2 separate regions of the Sus scrofa genome follow, and region 1 is linked to region 2. A link is a contact called in public promoter capture Hi-C data. All regions are on one chromosome and are shown on one strand. Each heading gives the region's core, a stretch centred on a gene start, on an enhancer-like site or on the middle of the called end of the contact. The rest is flanking DNA. Distances are from core to core; before and after follow the strand shown.

Region 1 (3,023 bases), core at 414-2,913, 530 kb after region 2:
CAGATTTTAATCAGTAGTATATTACTGCAATAAGGAAAAGAGTCCAGGGTGAACTGAACTCAGCTTCTATTTGTACAGAGGTGACTGGGCTCTTTAAAGGGAGAACAAGGGGATAGGGAAGAGGGTAAGCCTGTCTCAGTAGAGTCAGTGAAAAATTACACAATGCAGGAAGGGAGGGTTGATCCCTGTAAAACTCATTTGGGTTTGCTAACTAGGGCTTATCAAAGTAAGACTCCTCCCCTCTCACAGAGGCTAGGAGACAGGGGCTCTGTCTTCAGGTGTTGGCTGGAACAAATAGTAAATTTTTTTTGATAACCTTGAGTTTTCTTAGGCAGGCACTTTAAGGGGGGGTAGGGTCACCTTACAAATATGCCTTCAGCTGCTAGAAACTGTTAGTTTTTGTTCACATCTTTATAGACTAAGGTTGACAGGTATAGTTAAGAAGACTTAGAGGAGCCTGTCTAGAGTGTGGTCAAGAATTTTTGTCAATTGCTATGAGTATTAAATGAGGTATTGTCTGTGAAAGTGCTTGGAGGAATAACACAAGTCATCAGTATCAACACATTCATTTACGTAACCAATCATATCACTTCCTCTCCTTTAAAATGCTTATTAAAATTCTTCCTTACACTAAGTCCCAACTACTAAACATCCTGTCACTCAGTGATAACACCCACTACATCATTTGCCAAGTATTTTACATACATTGTAACATTTCCCTCAAACAACCCTATTAGGAAATATTACTTTACAAGAGGCCCAAGGTCATACAGCCAGTGAGCGACAGAGGCCAAATTTATGTTCCACTCTGATGACTGTTACCTGGTTCCATTAAATAAGAAACTCTTTTCACCTTTTAGATGGTTCAATTAAAAAGAAAACCAGTTTATTCTTAACACACTGAATATGTCTGTTACTCGTTAAGATTTTTGTGTCTGTGTGTGAGAGAATCTAACAATTCTAAGATAATTAGAAGGGCAAGGGTCAAGGTATGCCCTTTTCAGTTTATGAAATAGTTCTCCAGCACCACCATGCATTACAGATATTAAAGCCATTGCACCGCTCTCAGGGAACGAGGGAACAGGACCCGGAATAGTAAATGCTGTATTGTTCAGCCCATGCTGTACTCTTTCATCGTGAAAGAGATCAACGATGAGTCAGAACAGTTGGAGACGGTTTCAAGGAAAATAAGAACTGAGCGCGATCTTAAGGGTATATTGATTCTGAGAAGGTAACAAAGGGACACTCCAAGATAGAGAAGGTGAGGAGTGAAAGCTTATATATCCTTGAAAATCCGGGTATACACTCTCACAGAGCTTAAGTGATCGAGAGTTTTGTTTATCCGTGACGTTATCGTAAAAGGGAGCTCACTCGGAAGTTTAAATGTCTGAAGAACGCCGCTACAAGGTGATCTGCGTGGCTGACGCTCGTGCCTCTGGCGCCCCTTAGCGGGACTCTACAGTCCTATCAGAAACCACCACAAGTTCGGCGGACAGTCGTTTGCCTCTACGATGCTTTGCCAAACTTCCCGATTCCAGACGGGGTGCGACGATGCGCACTTACCCGCTGCGCACACGCGACGTCCTCCTTACCGCACAAAGGCTGCGGGAGGAGGGGTTGGCGCAAGCGCTCTGAGTTTCTCGAAAAATAGGGTCATCATCCTACTTCCGGGCGCAGGCCGGGCGGAGACGCGTGCGCCGTGAGGACACGCGGACTTATTTCATGGGGCGGTGACGTAATGACAGAAGAGGAGGTGGCCAAGGAACGGAAGCCGGGAGGGAACCAGGACGGAAGGGGACCAGGGCCAGGGTTGTGTTCGGAGCCTTGGCGGGGCTGGGGTTCCGATGTGGTCCCCGGAGCGGGAGGCCGAGGCCCCGGCCGGGGGAGACTCGGCGGGCCTACTGCCCCCCGAGTGGGAGGAAGATGAGGAGCGCATGTCTTTCCTGTTCTCCGCCTTCAAAAGGAGTCGCGAGGTGAACAGCACCGACTGGGACAGCAAGATGGGCTTCTGGGCACCGTTGGTGCTGAGCCACAGCCGCCGCCAGGGGGTGGTGCGCCTGCGTCTGCGGGACTTGCAGGAGGCCTTTCAGCGCAAGGGCAGCGTCCCGCTGGGGCTGGCCACCGTGCTGCAGGACCTGCTGCGGTGAGGGCGGGCCCGGGCCGGGGGGCGGGGCGGCTCCCCGCGGGCAGGGACCCGGGCAGTTCTCCCGAGCGCACGCCGCCCAGCCCAGGAGCTGGCCCCCTGGGCAGTCTCTGTTTGCTCTGTGGGCGAAGAAGGAGGCTAGGTTAGGGGGTGTTGGGAGAGAGAGGGAGGAGGGTGGAGGGAAATTGAGAGGCCAGGGTAGCCTCATTACGGAGATGCAGAGGGTTTAGAGTAGAAGCCAGCCTGTCGGAGGTGACAGTGATTTGTCTGGACTGGAATCCCATTATGTAGTTATTTCGTAGGGACTTCTGAATTCAGATTACCTCGAAACATAAATGGTCCATGAGACAGGATTTATTGAACTAAGGAAAGGCAGAGCTAAGAAGACAGTTGTGGGGAAGAGGCCTGTAGGGATCTTGCTAGCAGCCTCCCAGCAGAGGTCATGTGTCTGGCCTGTCTTGGCTTATCCTTGGCACAAGCGGTTTGGAGCAGAAGACATGAGGGAGGTTGAGGGCTTTACTGAGTATCTTGGTGCCCTTTAGGTGCTACCTGTGCAACAGGTGCAGGGTTTTGGAGCTACCTCAGGTGGTAACGTGGACATCTTATACACATACAACACTTCACAGTGTGCAGGTACTTTGCACACACCATTTCATCTGACCCCCTCTGCAGTCCTGTGGGCAGGTGTCCTCAGCAGACAGAAGAGGAAACTGAACCTAAGGAGATAAGCGACTTACCTGGGGTTGCATAGCTAGTTAGAAGAATGGGGGAACTGGACCCCGGGGTCTTCTATTCTAAAGCATATGCACACGTTGTATATGTCATACCCAGAGCAGCCTGGCTGAAGACAAAAGTCAACTTTGATACATTGCTTTTAGCT
Region 2 (3,092 bases), core at 402-2,901:
TTTCAGTATCTAAAAGACAGCTGGAAGGATATGGCTCAGAATATTATCTATAGCCTTTGAGGAGGAACTAAAAGTCCTTGGCTTTCTTTAATGGGTAAACCATTGCTATTTGGCCTTATTTTCCTCTGTCTGTATTTTCTCATGTCTCTGATTAAACTTATCCTTTGGCCAAAGTATTTCTACAGACAAAAGCAGGTGGAAGACATGGTGGGAAAGGACCATGGAGTTCTGCTCTGTTTCACCAGACCAGGACAGAGCAGGGCAGTCCCTTGGCCAAATCTTGGCCCTGAAGACTGCGCCAGGGATGGGAGGGTCAAGACAGCAAGCAGAACAGCAGAGTAATCTTCAAGGTCTCTTCTCAGCTGCTTTACTCCTTACTAGCCTTTCCATATCACAGCTGAAACCAGGGGCCAATACTAGCCATTAGACCTCGACAAAACCCCTAACCTTTCTGAGTTGTACCTTCTCAATCTCCCAAATGGTATAATGATGCCTGCCCTACCAACCTCACAGGCTTGTTATGAGGATAATATGAGATCAAGCTGTTTCAAAGTGCTTCGTGCATGTTAAATGATTAGGAAAGGGTGTTGGAGGGAAGCTAAACAGGAGGGATGATGGGAAGGTAAGAGCATAAGGGGGAACTGGTATTGCTAATGGGTACTAAAATGGCAAGACTTTGAGCAAGTCATTTCATTGGAGTTCCCCAGGTTTCAAATCTGAGAATTAAGACACCAGTTCCAGACCTGCCTGTTCCCCAAGGGTTGATGTAAGAACTAAAGAAAATGACCACAAGACCTCTTTATAAATGTATACCTAATTATCATGGATGTTTATCTTACTAGATTAGGTTCCTAGCTCTTTGTTATTTGAGGATGGGGGGAAGCATAGTCTCCTGCAGGTACCCAGAGGATGGGAAGTGTGTGTGGGTGTGGGTGCCTGGTCAATGGAAGGGTAGGGCTAGGGATGGGGTTTACCCATTGGTTGGGTAAGGCACTGGAACCTCTCCTAGAGATGGCCACTGATTAGGGATCCTCCGCCTTCAGTCAGGAGGAAGTCAACTAGTTCTGTTGCTGCTGCGATCTTGGGGTTTGCCAATGTGGGGGTGGTAGGTGTTCCCTTATGTTTTTTTGGGGGAGGGGGGCTGTCCAGCTCCAGCTGTCTTTGGACTAGGAACCAATTCTCTGAAGCCTGCTTTTCTAATGGGACACTTAAGCGAGGACACCGCCGAGACACGCCTTCCTAACGCGCATCCGACGGGGGAAGGCGCACTTCCGCTCCGCAGTTGGAGCGGGATGGCAGACCGGCGTGGGGGCAGGGAGAGGTCGGTGGAGAGGAGGGAGGGACCATATCCGGGAGAGTGGCAGCTTCCGACCAGTGGTCGCTCTTCCGGAGAGGCGCTTCCGGTGGCGGCGGCAGCAGCGGCTGTGGTGGTTCCGGGTGTCTTTGTCCCCCCGGTGTCGCGGCCCTGGCCCGCAGGTGGGTTGGGGGGCCTTCCGTCGCCCCTCTGCCCCTTCACCTCTCCCCCGGCCGAGGGGCTGCGAGGGCCGGGCCGCGAAGATGCACCGGGCGCAGAAGGGGCCGAGCCCCCCTTCGGACTGCAAGTCCCGTCTCCCTGGCAACGGCCTCGGCCCTGGGGGCGGGCGGGAGGAGGAGAAACCGCGCGCCTTCGTCCTCCCACGGTGGCCGGTCGCTGTCTGGCCGGTAGACCAGGAGCTGGAGGCTGCTGAGGCAGGAGCCGAGGGCCAGGGAGCGCGGGAGCAGGAGGGCGGGCGCGCAGCCGGATTCGCGTCCGGCCGGGCCACGGAGCTGTCTTCCCACCAACCCGTCCGGGAACAACGGGCCGGGCTTCCGGGGAGAGGGCCCACACCATCTCTCCGGCACCAGCCTCCTCCATTTTTCCGGGCCTTGCGTGGAGCTTTTGGCGGATGTATTTGAATGAATGAATGTCACCGGGGCTCTTTCCAACCCCCTACTCTCCCCAACCATCTGAGGGTGGCGTGGCATGGTGAGAGGAGCGCTAAGTTGTCGGAGACCTGGGTGTGAGTCCTGGTTTTGTCCCTACCTGGTTATGTGGCTTTGGGCAAGTCTCAGTCCCTCGAGCCTCAGTTTCCTGTTTTTGAAAGAGCAATACAGTATCACCCACCGCTAGGTTACTGTGAGGGCACACTGGAACATTGTAATTTCTCCATTTCCTGCTCCTCTGTATTCTCTCCATCCATCTTCTCCATTCATTCTCAGTATTCATCTCGCCACTTTCTTTAAGACCCTTAGTTCCTTTTGGGGGGTAGATGGGAATTTTCTCTGTGAGCTGTTAATTTCTTTTCCGATTGAAGGTTTTTTCCCAAGACTCTGAAAGAGGACAGCATTCCCAATGTCCCAGTTTAAGCGCCAGCGGATCAACCCGCTTCCAGGGGGACGCAACTTCTCAGGTGATCACCTTTATCTCTACCTGGCCTCATACTGGGAAGTATGGGCTTTGGAGTTAGTCTTCTTTTAAAATGAGGCTTTTGGGGTTTCCCTGGTGCAGTGCAGTTTGCTGCTGATATTTTTTAGGAAAATAGGAGATGACCAGAGTGGTTGTCAGCGAAACCCTGGGTGGAACTTGCTTGGATCCACTTTGCCCTCTGGGTTTACTGTATCCTCTCGCTGCCTCTAGTACTTTGGATGGTAGGTACTGTTCCTAGATGGCTTCTCTGTCACAATAGGCGCAGCTTCAACATCTCTTCTGGGTCCTCCTCCTGGTTTGCTCACTCCTCCTGTGGCCACAGACCTGTCTCAAAATGCCAGGCATCTTCAGGTAGGTTGGGCATCCTCTCTAGTGAGTTTCAGCACCTGGGGCTACCCCAGAGTGCATGGCTGCCCAGTGCATTCATTCGGACATCACAGTGTTCATCCTTCCTGACACGCCTGTCCTGGGGCAGTCTGGAGGTGACTAGGCACCTCTGACTGGGGAGCCCTAGGTTCTGGCTCTTGGAAAATCTTTAGGGTGCTTCTTAGAATTAAAGAACTGAAAATCCTTCCAGCATGAACCCCCCACCCCCTTGGGCAGTAGATATGCCTGTTTTTCACGTATGCTTTCTTCCATAGGAAAC

The links. Promoter capture Hi-C pulls out the DNA fragments that hold promoters and counts their contacts.
Region 1: a contact with region 2 is called in a promoter capture Hi-C map of liver, with 4 times the contacts expected there. The contact joins the promoter of CHMP7 here to the promoter of CCAR2 in region 2. A contact is called at or near these places in 1 of 5 promoter capture datasets (liver), 1 of 47 Hi-C or Micro-C datasets (liver) and 1 of 2 datasets of contacts at active chromatin or transcription factors (alveolar macrophages).

What each region holds. Positions count from the first base shown.
Region 1 is chr14:7,388,403-7,391,425 of Sscrofa11.1, forward strand. CHMP7 (charged multivesicular body protein 7) reads left to right here and starts at 1,664. Exons shown (of 10, transcript XM_021074113.1): 1 at 1,664-2,143. The coding sequence starts at 1,845.
Region 2 is chr14:6,858,401-6,861,492 of Sscrofa11.1, forward strand. CCAR2 (cell cycle and apoptosis regulator 2) reads left to right here and starts at 1,652. Exons shown (of 22, transcript NM_001206340.1): 1 at 1,652-2,039; 2 at 2,334-2,429; 3 at 2,706-2,797. The coding sequence starts at 2,372.